Regions from separate parts of the Sus scrofa genome. Here regions 1 and 2 are each linked to region 3. Evidence: chromatin contacts called from public HiChIP or PLAC-seq data. All regions are on one chromosome and are shown on one strand. Each heading gives the region's core, a stretch centred on a gene start, on an enhancer-like site or on the middle of the called end of the contact. The rest is flanking DNA. Distances are from core to core; before and after follow the strand shown.

What was found. HiChIP or PLAC-seq counts read pairs in DNA pulled down with a chosen protein or histone mark.
Region 1: an H3K27ac HiChIP or PLAC-seq map of skeletal muscle shows a contact between it and region 3. The contact joins two enhancer-like sites. A contact is called at or near these places in 14 of 47 Hi-C or Micro-C datasets (adipose tissue, embryonic fibroblasts, epiblast stem cells and 8 more) and 2 of 2 datasets of contacts at active chromatin or transcription factors (alveolar macrophages and skeletal muscle).
Region 2: a contact with region 3 is called in an H3K27ac HiChIP or PLAC-seq map of skeletal muscle. The contact joins two enhancer-like sites. A contact is called at or near these places in 3 of 47 Hi-C or Micro-C datasets (embryonic fibroblasts, heart right ventricle and skeletal muscle) and 1 of 2 datasets of contacts at active chromatin or transcription factors (skeletal muscle).

Annotation. Positions count from the first base shown.
Region 1 is chr15:107,236,429-107,240,422 of Sscrofa11.1, forward strand. No RefSeq gene overlaps it. Among named protein-coding and RNA genes, the nearest start is that of CTLA4, 45 kb to the right of the region's middle. Within about 2 kb of position 1,478, at least 17 of the 83 cell types and tissues checked have an H3K27ac peak or open chromatin away from gene starts, as enhancers often do. A contact at or near this core is called in adipose tissue, fetal skeletal muscle, retroperitoneal adipose tissue and 1 more, where this site is marked.
Region 2 is chr15:107,197,503-107,201,419 of Sscrofa11.1, forward strand. No RefSeq gene overlaps it. Among named protein-coding and RNA genes, the nearest start is that of CD28, 71 kb to the left of the region's middle. Within about 2 kb of position 2,404, at least 14 of the 83 cell types and tissues checked have an H3K27ac peak or open chromatin away from gene starts, as enhancers often do. A contact at or near this core is called in skeletal muscle, where this site is marked.
Region 3 is chr15:107,306,744-107,310,817 of Sscrofa11.1, forward strand. No RefSeq gene overlaps it. Among named protein-coding and RNA genes, the nearest start is that of CTLA4, 26 kb to the left of the region's middle. Within about 2 kb of position 1,473, at least 16 of the 83 cell types and tissues checked have an H3K27ac peak or open chromatin away from gene starts, as enhancers often do. A contact at or near this core is called in adipose tissue, fetal skeletal muscle, retroperitoneal adipose tissue and 1 more, where this site is marked.

The DNA of each region.
Region 1 (3,994 bases), core at 228-2,727, 70 kb before region 3:
TTTTTTCATTGGCAAAGGAATAGCAAAATAAACTAGATTCTGGAAAAGAAGGCACTCATCAGCTTTGGCATTTATAGGCCATGTCTCCTAAGGTCCAAGTGACCACATCTTTCCCAGAGTGAGTCATGGATGTCCATGGGGTATTTTCTCTGACTCCAACCAATTCTCTGACACCAGCTGGATGTCTATAATTCACCTCAACTCTTGACACTATATACCTGGAGTAGCATCAGATCCCCAGGTTAAAGAACTGCACCCTCTCCAGATGCCAGTTTCAAGTTCCAGGCTACCTGGTTAACTAGCTCTAAATTGGAGGGTTCCTATGACCACTGCCCCCCCCCCCGCCCCCTGACAACCAGGTTTGGCAATTTGCCAGAATGGCTCACAGATCCAGGAAAACTTTGCTTATATTTACAGATTTGCTATAAAGGATACAAATCAGGAACAACCACATGGAAGAAAGGCAAAGGGCAAGTTGTGAGATGAGTGGGGTATGGAACCAGCAATGCCTACACCATCTGCAGGCGCTCTGCCTTCTCTGATGCATGGATGTATTTACCAGCCAGAAGCTCTCCCAATCTCCTTGCTCAAGGATTCTTAAGACCTTATTTCCAGTCCCTCCCTCCCTTCCTCCAAGATTGGTGAGTGGGACTGAAAGGTCCAACTGTCTGATCACCTGGTTTCTCCTATGATCAGCTCCACCCTAAGGCTATTGAGTGGCCCTACCCTAAGTCACTTTATTAGCATAAACTCAGGTGTGATTGAAAAGGGCTCATGATGAATAAAACAAGACACTCCTATCAGGAAATTCCAAGGGTTTTAGGAGTTCTGTGCCAGGAACCAGGGACAAAGAGCAAGTATATTTATTATTCTATCACAATGTCCAACATGGATCGTGTTCAGCTTTAGCTGGTCCTCTTGTTCTCATGTGGATGAGACTGCGGGGTTACTTTCTGAGCAAAAAATGAGCATGAAGTCTTGAAAGATTTTGATGTTGACTTAAGAAGTTTTCTGTGAATTCTGCCAGAATATCTTGGATGTGGGGCACTGATGACTGAGCAGCTGTGTGGACTGTAGGGAATGTCCACACTGATTTCCAGAAAGGGAGATCTACACTGTTGCCCCAAAGACCTAGATCATAGGACAAAGAACATGGAAAATTGAGTTTTTATGTCTTCTCTTCCGTGGGAGTTCCCTGTTTGGGGCATGGCAGCAAGTGGACCCACAGGGGAGAGGCAGGAGTAGGCAAGCTGCAAAAGAGAGGGACACCAAATACGCGGGTCCCTGTGTGGAGTCCTGGGATCTGAAGCCCCAGGGTGACAGCAGCATGTGTCCATGGACTTGATCTGGACCCTGGGCTTTCTCTGGGGCAGCAGTAGGTCTTGTCCTGGCTTTCTTGGTGCAGCAGGATATTGACACTACTCAGTGGGATGGAGAATGTGGGGCCAGAGGACAGCTGTATGTTCCTGGGAACACACTGTATCTGGTACTGCTGTGAGTGTTGTATGTGTGTGCCAGGATGGCCCCTGTCCCAGGGGGACATCCTCCCGGGGCCTGCAGTGAAATCTTATTTATTCTCATTCCTGTTATTGGAAGGATGTCTAACTTGAAACAGACCACACTGAAATCTGACTCCACAGTATACTCCCAAAGCTGTGTGTTAAGCAAAATTATTTCTTTCTATTTTATCTGGCATTCACACAACTACATCAGAGTTCATGATGTCACTCCAAAGACGCTCCCTGAGGAATCTTGAAGAAGAGTTTTTCTGAATTCTCATAGAAACAAATATTTTAAAGAATAGGTACATCTAATGTTTGTAATCTATGGGAGAGATAGTTTTCTATATCTAGAATTCTAGATTTTTTCCAGAATGTTTGGGATTTTATTATTTTAGTGCATAAAAGTGCATAAAAGATTGTATAAATATTTTTGATTTACATAGGAAAATAAACTCTATTTATGCATGTTGGAATTGTTTTTTTTTTAAAGCAATATTACCTTGGTAATGAAAAATATTTATTATAGGAAGTATTGAAAGCATGTAACACTTGGAATTAATTGGAGTACTGGGTGTGCACATAGCATGACATTTTTATAAATATATAGTTGTTGATGCCTGCATCCAATTCATTTCTGGATCCTTCACAATCCCCACTTGTACTCTATATGTGATACATCCCTGCTAAAATTTTGTTGATTAATTTTTTAAAAGTAAATAGTCTGAACCACTTATTTGCATATCTCTGGAGTTACCTTAACAGAAATGGGAGTCTTATTCAAAACAGACCAAGAGAAAGACCCAAGGGAGCACAGCTTTTCAATTTGTGGTTTCAAATATTCACAGTTCACGGGGGCCTATTGCTTGCTGTCTCTTGACACTTCCCCATTCAGTACAGTACAGTTCATTGCTTTGATCTGATTTCTTTTATGCTCCACCGAACATGTACTTGCAGGCTGAGATGTTAAAAGCCTCCCTTAGGTGGCTGGCTCTCTGGTCTTAAGTCTGAAAAGAAGGAAATATCGCTACTGGCCTAGGACTCCCCAGAAGTGGGACAAGCCCAGCACCAGCTTTCTGAATCTTTATCATCTGCTTAGGCTCTCAGAATCTGTCAGAATTCTTAGTTGAAGGCAATGCAAACAGATATGATTTATTAAAATGACATTGGGTTGCTTGTCGGGTTGCTGGCAAAATAGTAGAATCGGGCTTAGAGCTACAGGAGCAGGGCAAAATAACCACACCTGTGCCACACAGTGCCACACTGCCACTGCCCTTGCCAGACGCTATGCTCTGTCTCTGATGCAGCAGCACTTCTGCTCCAGGTACGGGATGGGAACAACTTGCAATCAGTGCTGCCATGGAAACACCATCTTGCCAAGAATGCCACCACCTCTGGAGAGAGTCTTCAGAGTGGCTTCTTTGTGCCACTAGCAGCTGATTCACACTCCACAGTGGTTGCCTCTGATTGGTGAGTCCTGGATCCTGGGACTATCAACACTTGCCGGGGATGCCTGGAAAGGAAATACCTGGCATTTCAGTATTTATAGGGGCAAGTGGGCTCTGCCTCCCTTGAAGACTTGTTAGAAAGGCAACTCTTCAAATATAGGCAGGATGTTGACATGGCAGGCAGCCAAAAGGAATGATGACTGTCCATGATATGAACTAAACTATACCAACAGCCCCTCCCCAAGAAAGAAGATCAAAACTTCCTTATACATAGATTATTAATAACCAAACCAGACAAAAACAAAAAGTACTAGTAGTAACCGTGATAGAAAGGAGATATTTTATTCCTTACCTTTGAAAATCCTGGCTACCAGGAGAACAATTTCAAATATAATTGATTAAGATTTACTGTACTAGGAACTTTTAGATTCATCTAAATATCTCCTTTAAGGGAGGTTTGCTTTTTCTTCCCCCTCTTTAGAACTCTATATTATTGGTGGGCTATGGTACTGGATTGGAAGACATCTTTCATTGATGGAGATCTATGATTTGTACATGGGATTCTCTTTCTAGAAACTTCCAAATGGGAGAGCTTCAGTTCTTAAAACCTCTCATGAGGAATGAGGGATCCACTAATTTTTTTTTCTTCTTTTTAGAGCTGCATCTGTGGCATGTGGACGTTTCCAGCTGCCGGCCTGTGCTGTAACCATGGCAATGCCAGACTGAGCTGCATCTGCAACCTACACTGCAGCTCGTGGCAGTGCTGGATCCTTAACCCACTAAGCAGGGGCAGGGATCAAACCTGCATCCTTATGGATACTTGTTGAGTTCGTTACCACTGAGCCACCATGGGAACTTCTGACCCATTAATTTTTTAAAAGACTATTTATTAGAGCAGTTTTAGGTTTGTAGCAAAATTAAGAGGAAGGACAGAGAGTTCCCACATATTCCTCCCCCAACATATATAGCTTCCCTATTATCAGCATCCCCCACCAGTGGGGTACATTTATTTCACCAATGAACCTGTGTGGACACATCATTATTATC
Region 2 (3,917 bases), core at 1,154-3,653, 110 kb before region 3:
ATGGGAGAGGGGAGAGGAAAAGTACTGGGCATCATCTGAGAGTCTAATCCACAACCCCAAAACCATGGTCGTACATACGACACCTTTGAAGGTCCGCATGAGAGATTTCCAAGTCATAAATCTTAAAAAAAATGTTTTTTCATTATACTGGAACACAGGACATCAATCTTGGGGCAAAGTTTTAGAAAGTAGGGAAGAGTCCAGTCCTCTGGATTCAGACTGCAGACAAGGTTGAAAAATTAAAAATCTTATCAGGCATTTGTTTTGTTTTCTTCTTCACAATACAAGCAATTAACTGTGCCACTCCTCCACCCTCCATCCACTAAATGGCTGATTTAACAGCTATTTCAGTTCAACACTCTGATTTTCATAATTTACCGTTTAACATCTGGCTCTGTTCATATTATCAATTCTAAGTGCTAAGAATATGTTTAAATCAACTAAAATATTTCCATAGTGTTCTATTTAGGGAATTTTTCTCTGCCTGTCTTTTAACCTCCTAAAGGCAGCCAACCTATTAGTTAAAGTATTTTGGCACACTAAAACGATGAATGGTTTTCAAAGCTTGGAAAATGGAAAACTTCAGAGAAATCACAACCATATCCAGCTTGTAATGCTGTTTATGTACTTTCTGTGGGATGTATAACTTCATCCTGTGGAAGGATTTCCTTCACTCTGAATACCCCAAGGTGTCTGACTGATTTCCCTCTTCCTTTGGGGCTGTTTGTGTTTAAAAAAGAATGCCCAAGAGAAGGATAACCATCTTGCTGTTGCTTTATGGACACGCATGCATTCTCGAACAATTTCTGTCCTCTCTTCCTCATAAGTGATGAGATGAAGAATGGAGTTTAAGCGCATCATCAAAATTGCACAGTAAGTGGCCAGGGGTCTCTCAAATGGCACTAATAGAAGCTGAATTACCAGAGGAGGGGCACGCAGCTGGAAGTTAGATATTGCATCATCTGGCCTTCCTCTGCTGAACAAAGAAAATCATTTTGTAAAGTATTTACAGATGCTCTTATTTCCAGTGACATAGTGCATTTGTTTAATTGGAAGTTTTTCATCTGAAACTTTGAAATTTTCCTTAGTATGGAAAACCCCGTAACAATTCATGGGACCCTGGTGTATACTGGAGGAAAAAAGTGTTGAATCTTAAAGCTAACCCAACAATTTGCATAACCTCCAGAGGCTGATTATTCTGGGACATTTCCATTTATTTATTTATTTATTTATTTAATAACATAGATGATCTGTCTTTATGACAAAGAGAAGATCTAGAAAAATGGTCTCTGTAGCCATGACACTTTTCCTGCTGTGTGGTTTTCAATCTTTATTAGACACTACAGTGTGAATATTCAAACCGATATTCTTGGGAATTGTGAATTTCTGCAGGAAAGCAAGGATCAAGATGGATTTCCAAATGAAAGATACTGTTGTCATTTATTAGTTTATTAGCTTATTCATTTGGAGATTCCTCCAAAGAATCTCATTTTGGGAGTTCCCGTTGTGGCTGAGTGGTTAACAATCCAACTAGTAACCATGGCAACAGGGGTTTGATCCCTGGCCTTGCTCAGTGGGTTAAGGATCTGGCATTGCTGTGGCTGTGGTGCAGGCTGGTGGCTGTAGCTCCCATTCGACCCCTAGCCTGGGAACATCCATATGCCACGGGTGTGGCCCTAAAAAGACAAAGAAAAAAGAACCCAAAAGAATCCCATTTTATGCAGAGCCACAGAGACAGATGACGCAAATCTAAATATTTTCATATTTAATGTAAAGACTAGTGGTAAACACACTGTTGGCTTATTTTATGACCATGAATCAATTGCTCAGGAAACAATCCTTCAGTTGAATAAAGGAAAAGGGGTAGCATCTCCACGAGCCAGTTCAAATAATGAATTGATTGCCCCGCCACCCTTCTTTATCCTGTAGGAAAGTAGCCTGCAGAAAGGACAAGCAGGCACACTCTCGAAGCAAGCCAAGGGACACAAAAAGCAAACCAGCTGAATAGTATCTCCACTGAAGTCACTCCTATCTTTCCAATTCAGGATCTTGGGGGAATTTTTCTGTATATCTCCTGACAGACCCAAATAAACAGGAATACCAGGAAGAGTTTGTTCAGAGAGGTTAGTTTCAGTTTTCCAGTTTCTTGGAATTGATGGCCAGTGTTATTCCCTTCCACATGATGATTCACCCCTCCAACCCCCTCCTTTCTCTTTGGCTTCATTTCTCATTAGCGTAAGAGCTGGATAAAATATGTGTTGCATTGGAGTCAGATTAAATCAATCAACCAGCCAAAATGTGTTTATTAACTATTCAGAAAATGGCCTGTGCTGGGTTCTGTGCTGGGATCATGTGGAAGTGCCAGCCACGATCCTTTTCAATAGAAACGTAGATTTTTCTGTTCAAGATCATTAGGGTCCTTCTGTTCTAGCCAAGTCCATTCCCTTGCTGTCCATACACAGGACTCAGATTTCGTCCTCTGGAAAATTGCTGGGCTTGGACCTGAAATGCCTTCCCCACATCATTCTGGCAATTCATATTTTTCCAAGAATAGCTCAAAATTCAGGTCTTTCTAAAAGACTTTACAGATGAAACTTATCCCACTTTTATTTTTCTGTGTCACCTCTGCAGCTATGTTAGTTCCCAATCTGTATGTTCTTTGCGGATTCTTTGAATATGGACCATATCCATTATGGTGTCTCAAGTGTTTAAAAAAGCCCATTAAGGAAGTCCATAACATGATAACTACATAGCTCTATTTATTTTTAGTAACAGGGTTGATCTAAAAACTCATCCTGCCATTATTGGAAATAAAAGTATGACTGTCTTTTAAGCTTCTCCCTCTTGTGACATTATCTCTTTATCACCTTTTCCACAGAACGGTATCTTTTGCTTGAGGAGTAATAACAAGAAGCTTCTAAGAATTTGGTAGTACTTTGAAACAAATTTGTCTAAAAATTTCTTCAAAGATAATTTATATGAATATACTTGTCAACAGCATCTTTGTAATTGATGCTACATCAGAGAAAGTTAACCACACTTGTATCTGTGGATTGGGCACCCATTGGCATAGTTCCCCAAGCTCTTGGGGAATTTTCTGCCCTCTGACTGGGAAGCACTGGTTTAAAATATATGTCCTTTGACTGAACTTAGTGGAGTCGTATGGCACAATTTTAGAGGGACTCATATCAAGACAAGTGCCAGACCTTGTAAGATAATCTTTTAACTTTAAATTTAGGCTCTGAATTTTATTTCCTTATTTACTTCTTAATTTTCTTTCTCTGTTCCTCTCTCCTCCTTCCTTCCTTTCTTTTCTTTTTCCTCTTATATGCTTAATTGAATGTCTTGACCCTTTTTTAAAATTATTACTAAAGCATAGTTGATTTATAATATTGTGCCGATTTCTGCTGCACAGCAAAGTGAGCCAGTCATACATATAAATACATATATATGATATATATATATATATCTTCCAAAATGGAGCTCTTTGAATGATATATTAAGTCCAGCTCATTTTGGCTAATGCTAAAGGCAGACTTGAACCTTGTAAATAAGAGTAATAATCGTTTGCGCAAGGTTTACCATGTGTTAGACAAAAGCTTTACATGTATTAGCTCATTTAGCTCTTATTCCTCTAGGAGGTAACTATTGTTATAATAATAATAATTATTAGTATTATCCCCTTTTCCCTGTCACTCTGTATCCAGATTCTCTTAACTTCATTATCCAGGTTGACCTTCAGCCTGCAGATATATCCATTGTTAAAAAGCAACAATCCAGCTCCTAGTTCTGTTTCAAGGTTCCCAACCATCATGAATGTGTGTTTACTCCCTGTCATCATCTGCTTCTCTTCTATCCCCCAAAATGTACTTGAGGCTCTTTCCAAAGATGTGATGGCTAAAGTTTATTTAGGGAGT
Region 3 (4,074 bases), core at 223-2,722:
TTTCAGTTCATTTTCTTTGTTTTAGTACTTCAATTTCAGATTTTGATTTCTGACTGCAAGCTGCATTCTGCTAGGTTAGTGGAAAGAAAATTTAACCTCAATCCCTTCTGGGGTTTCCCCATCTCTACCCAGGATTGTGTCACATTTCTGGATCTTGTGCAATGTTAAGTTGCTGGGGTAAGCTGTCATTAGGTCTTCCCACACCTGTCCCATTCCAGTTTTTTGGGTCTTCTTCACCCTCCAGGAATAGTGGGTCTCAGGCCCATACATGTTCAGCTTGGGCAGAGGTGTCTTGAATGAAGCTGGCTCTGGTCCCATTGGCTGGTATGTACCCTACAGCCATTCCCTTCCCTCTCTGTGGTCTGGCTATCTTCCAGGTGATGTTACCAGGAATGAGACATAGGTACCCTCTGCTCCCTGACCTCTCTCTTCCTGACCCTTGGGGGAATCTCTTTAGGGGCTGAAGGAAATCCTCAGTTCAGGCTTCTTTGAGAACCTCCCTTATGTGGAGGTCTCCTGTTAAACAAAAGGGAGAAAACCCATGGGAGTAGTTCTGCCTTTTCCTCTGGCACATTCTTTCCCTGCGGCAAAGAAGAGCAAAGGCAAGTTATGAGACCATGGGGGTGCAGAGATTAGAAAGAAGTGAAGGGAATACATCATTATTATTTAAAAATATGATTATTTAAAATTCTTATGATTGTAAATGTACACACTCATCAGAATGGCAGGGAATGTAAGAGAGCAAATAGAGGGAGGAAAGAAGAATCCAATTCAAATGGGATTGAGAGGGTCTCTGTGTTAAGACAGAGCTGCACATGTTCAATGGTTTCTTTTAAAATTGTATTTACATACAAATGGGTAATTCTTAAAAAATGACTGTTTAATATGGGGTGGCTCCACAATATAGCAAGCTATGATCAAATGGCTTGTGGGGCAATCAGAATGTAAGATAGTTTTTTGGGGGGTAAATGGGTAAATAGAGGGAAGAGAGATGAAATTTCTTTAAGATCATTTCTCCTACTAATTTGTGAAGATACAACCCCTGTCTCAAAGAGTATTAGTGCTAAGAAAGATTGTTGAAGAGCCTATAGTTTTATCATTTACTTTTCTAAAGGATAGAAAGCTAATAATATGTGCTCCAAGTTGTCTAGTCCACAGCAGAAATGGAACTAAACCTAAGCCTTTGGGTCCTGGTTCTTTGTGATCACCAGGGCATTCTTACATATTGCCAAGGGAAAGGTATTTAATAATTAGGCTACTTTAAGGGTAAGAATAGACTGAAAAAGAGCATCTTCATCAATGCCAATATAACATTATTTTAATGGATTTCAAGCCATAACCCTTTGTCAATAACTGTTCCTCGGAGTTTATTTCCAGGAACTAAAGATGTCATCTAAGGACTTGGATTGCAGCACTGAATCGCCATTGTGTTCTCAGACTCAGAAACCCAGGCCAGCTGCATGGCCAGATGGCCCTCTGGTCCCAGTGGGCCTATCCTGCTGGCCTGAGAACTGGAAGCAGAGCAGCAGCAGCAGAGAAAGAGATGGGGGGAAGGGAAATTTTAGCCAGTGGCTGCTGCAACTCCAGCTGTTGATCCGATTCCCAGACATGAGCGCAATGATGATTTGGCTGCCAAAAGAATAACATGTATTCTAGAGACAACGGCCAAGGAGCTGAAGGATTTTCTTCAATAAATGTGTGTTGTCTCCTGAGCATCCAGGAGAGGAGTGAAGCTCAGTTTAATTTTTTTTTCCTTCAGTATGATTTGAAGGGACATATGCTGTGATTTTGTTATGACTTTGCTCCTCAAAGTGTGGTTCCTAGTTGCATCGGTGTCAGTGGGAGCAGATTCAAAATGCAGACTCTTAGTCCCCACCCCAAACCTAGTGACTCAGATTCTACATTTGTAACAAGATCCCCAGGTGATTTGAGGCACCTTGGGATTGAGAAGCACTTCAGAAGGCAAAGGAAGTCGGGTGGTATTCTGGGTCAATAGGATTGGGGAGCACACTCAGCTGTGGGCAGCATTGGTGGTGCAAAGAAGATGAGACCTGATTCTAGACTTGATCCTGCCATTTTCCCTTGGTGTGAGCCTAGAGAAATGACTCCCTCCCTTCAAGGCAATGAGCTCCTCCTTTTTAAAAGGAGAGAATAAGAGTTCCCATTGTGGCTCAGTGGTAATGAACCTGACTAGTATCCATGAGGATGTGGGTTTGATCTTTGGCCTTGCTCAGTGGGTTAAGGATCCGGCCTTGCCATGAGCTATGGTGTATTTCGAAGATTCAGCTCGGATCCCACATTGCTGTGGCTGTGGTGTAGACCACCTGCTGTAGCTCCGATTCCATCCCTGGCGTGGGAACTTCCATATGCTGTGGGATGGGTCCTAAAAAGACCAAATAGATAAATACATAAATAAATAAATTTTATAAAGGGGGAGAATAACATCTGACTTGTTTATCTGAGGACTATGCTGAGGATGGAATGAGATTCTGTAAGAAAAAAGGACCTGTAACGTAAAATGCACTTTTCACATGCAAGAGCATAGAGATCGTGAAGTTGTTCAGATCTACTTAAAAGTAGAATTTAGGCTTTCTTTGACTTTTGAAATGAGTCAGAGCACGTCTTAGTCAATTATGAAGAAAATGTACGTGACAGGCAAGAGCAGCTCATGAATCAAGGAAACATCTCCTCTGAGCCACCCTCCTCTGAGTTGAACAAAGAACTTGGACTCATAGAAATGGATCCAGTCCAGCAGTGTTTGTGAAGTTAGCATTGGTTCTTAGTCATAGCTGTTCATCACAACCATCATCTGGGGGAAATCTAAAAACTATTGTTGCCTGGGTTCCAACTCAGACCAATTGAATCAGTACCACTGGGGCTGGGACACTGGCACTACTATTTAAGAGTTCCTCAGGTGATCTCAATGTGTACTGGGGTTGACCCCCACAGATAAAGGGAATTGTCAGAACAGGTTGCTATGTACATTTTTGAACATTTCTTGTTGCGGCCAATCAAGAAATAAAACTAGGACAGGGAAATACTTGTGTGTTTTTTCATGTTTCCAAAATCCCTCTCGGAGGAATTCATTTTCAAACGTGAAGTTGGAAAACCAGGAAAGAAGGTAATCTCATTTTACCGCACCGGAAACTCTGAACACGAGGGAGTCTTTAGGTGGTTTATCGGGATGTGATGGCGTCAGATCGGGGCACCACAGTTTTGATTTATTAGGCTTTGTAAATGGGACCATTCAAAGGAAGGATGCCGATAATTAAGGACTGGATACTTGAACTCGGAGGAAACCCCAGTCCCAAAGAAAACGTGTTGGTCAGAGAAAGGTTGATAACTGTGACAAGAAGACTCCGGAGCTTGAAGATCACTCCGCAAGAATCGGGCACAGTAGGTCATTTTGGAGACAGGCGGACCTTCTGAGGCCCTTTGTGCTGGGTCACTGAGGATGTGGCCTCTCCTACTGGCTGGGTCCTTGTTCCTCTACTTCAGGGACCACTTTTTTCACAGCCAAGACTCCAGCTTAGCTGAGGATGTGACTGACCGTTTTCACACCATTTCCAAGGAATGTGGTCAGAACGCCTCCATCTTTCTGGTATAAGCAAGTCCCTTCAAATGAGAGTGGTCTTCAAGAGGAGGAATAAAGGGTACAGTGATTACACTGTCTCTACCACCTAGAATGCTTTGAGTTCTGAAATGTGAGACATGAGGACGTTGGCTGTGGGAAGTGCGTCCATGTCTCAGGTGGACAGAGGGATTTAGTGCGTTCAATTTCTTTTCCCAAAGAGCCTTTGCCTATCCCTCTAAATACCCAATGACCCCAAGATCCTCTTGGCCACTTTTGTTAATTAGCATAAGTTTGTCTTTCTGGAAGAGGACCCCACCCCCTCGTGTATCATCTGAACCTTGCTGGTCAAGAATCACATACCTTCTCTTGTCTCTTTCAGAACTGGTGCCGACTCAGGAACCAAACAGACTGGACTAGACTGTCCAAAGCAGAAGCAATGTGGAACTCCTTTCCTGGGAGGGGTTATAGACTCAGCCTCTTCTACATATTTTTTTCATCGG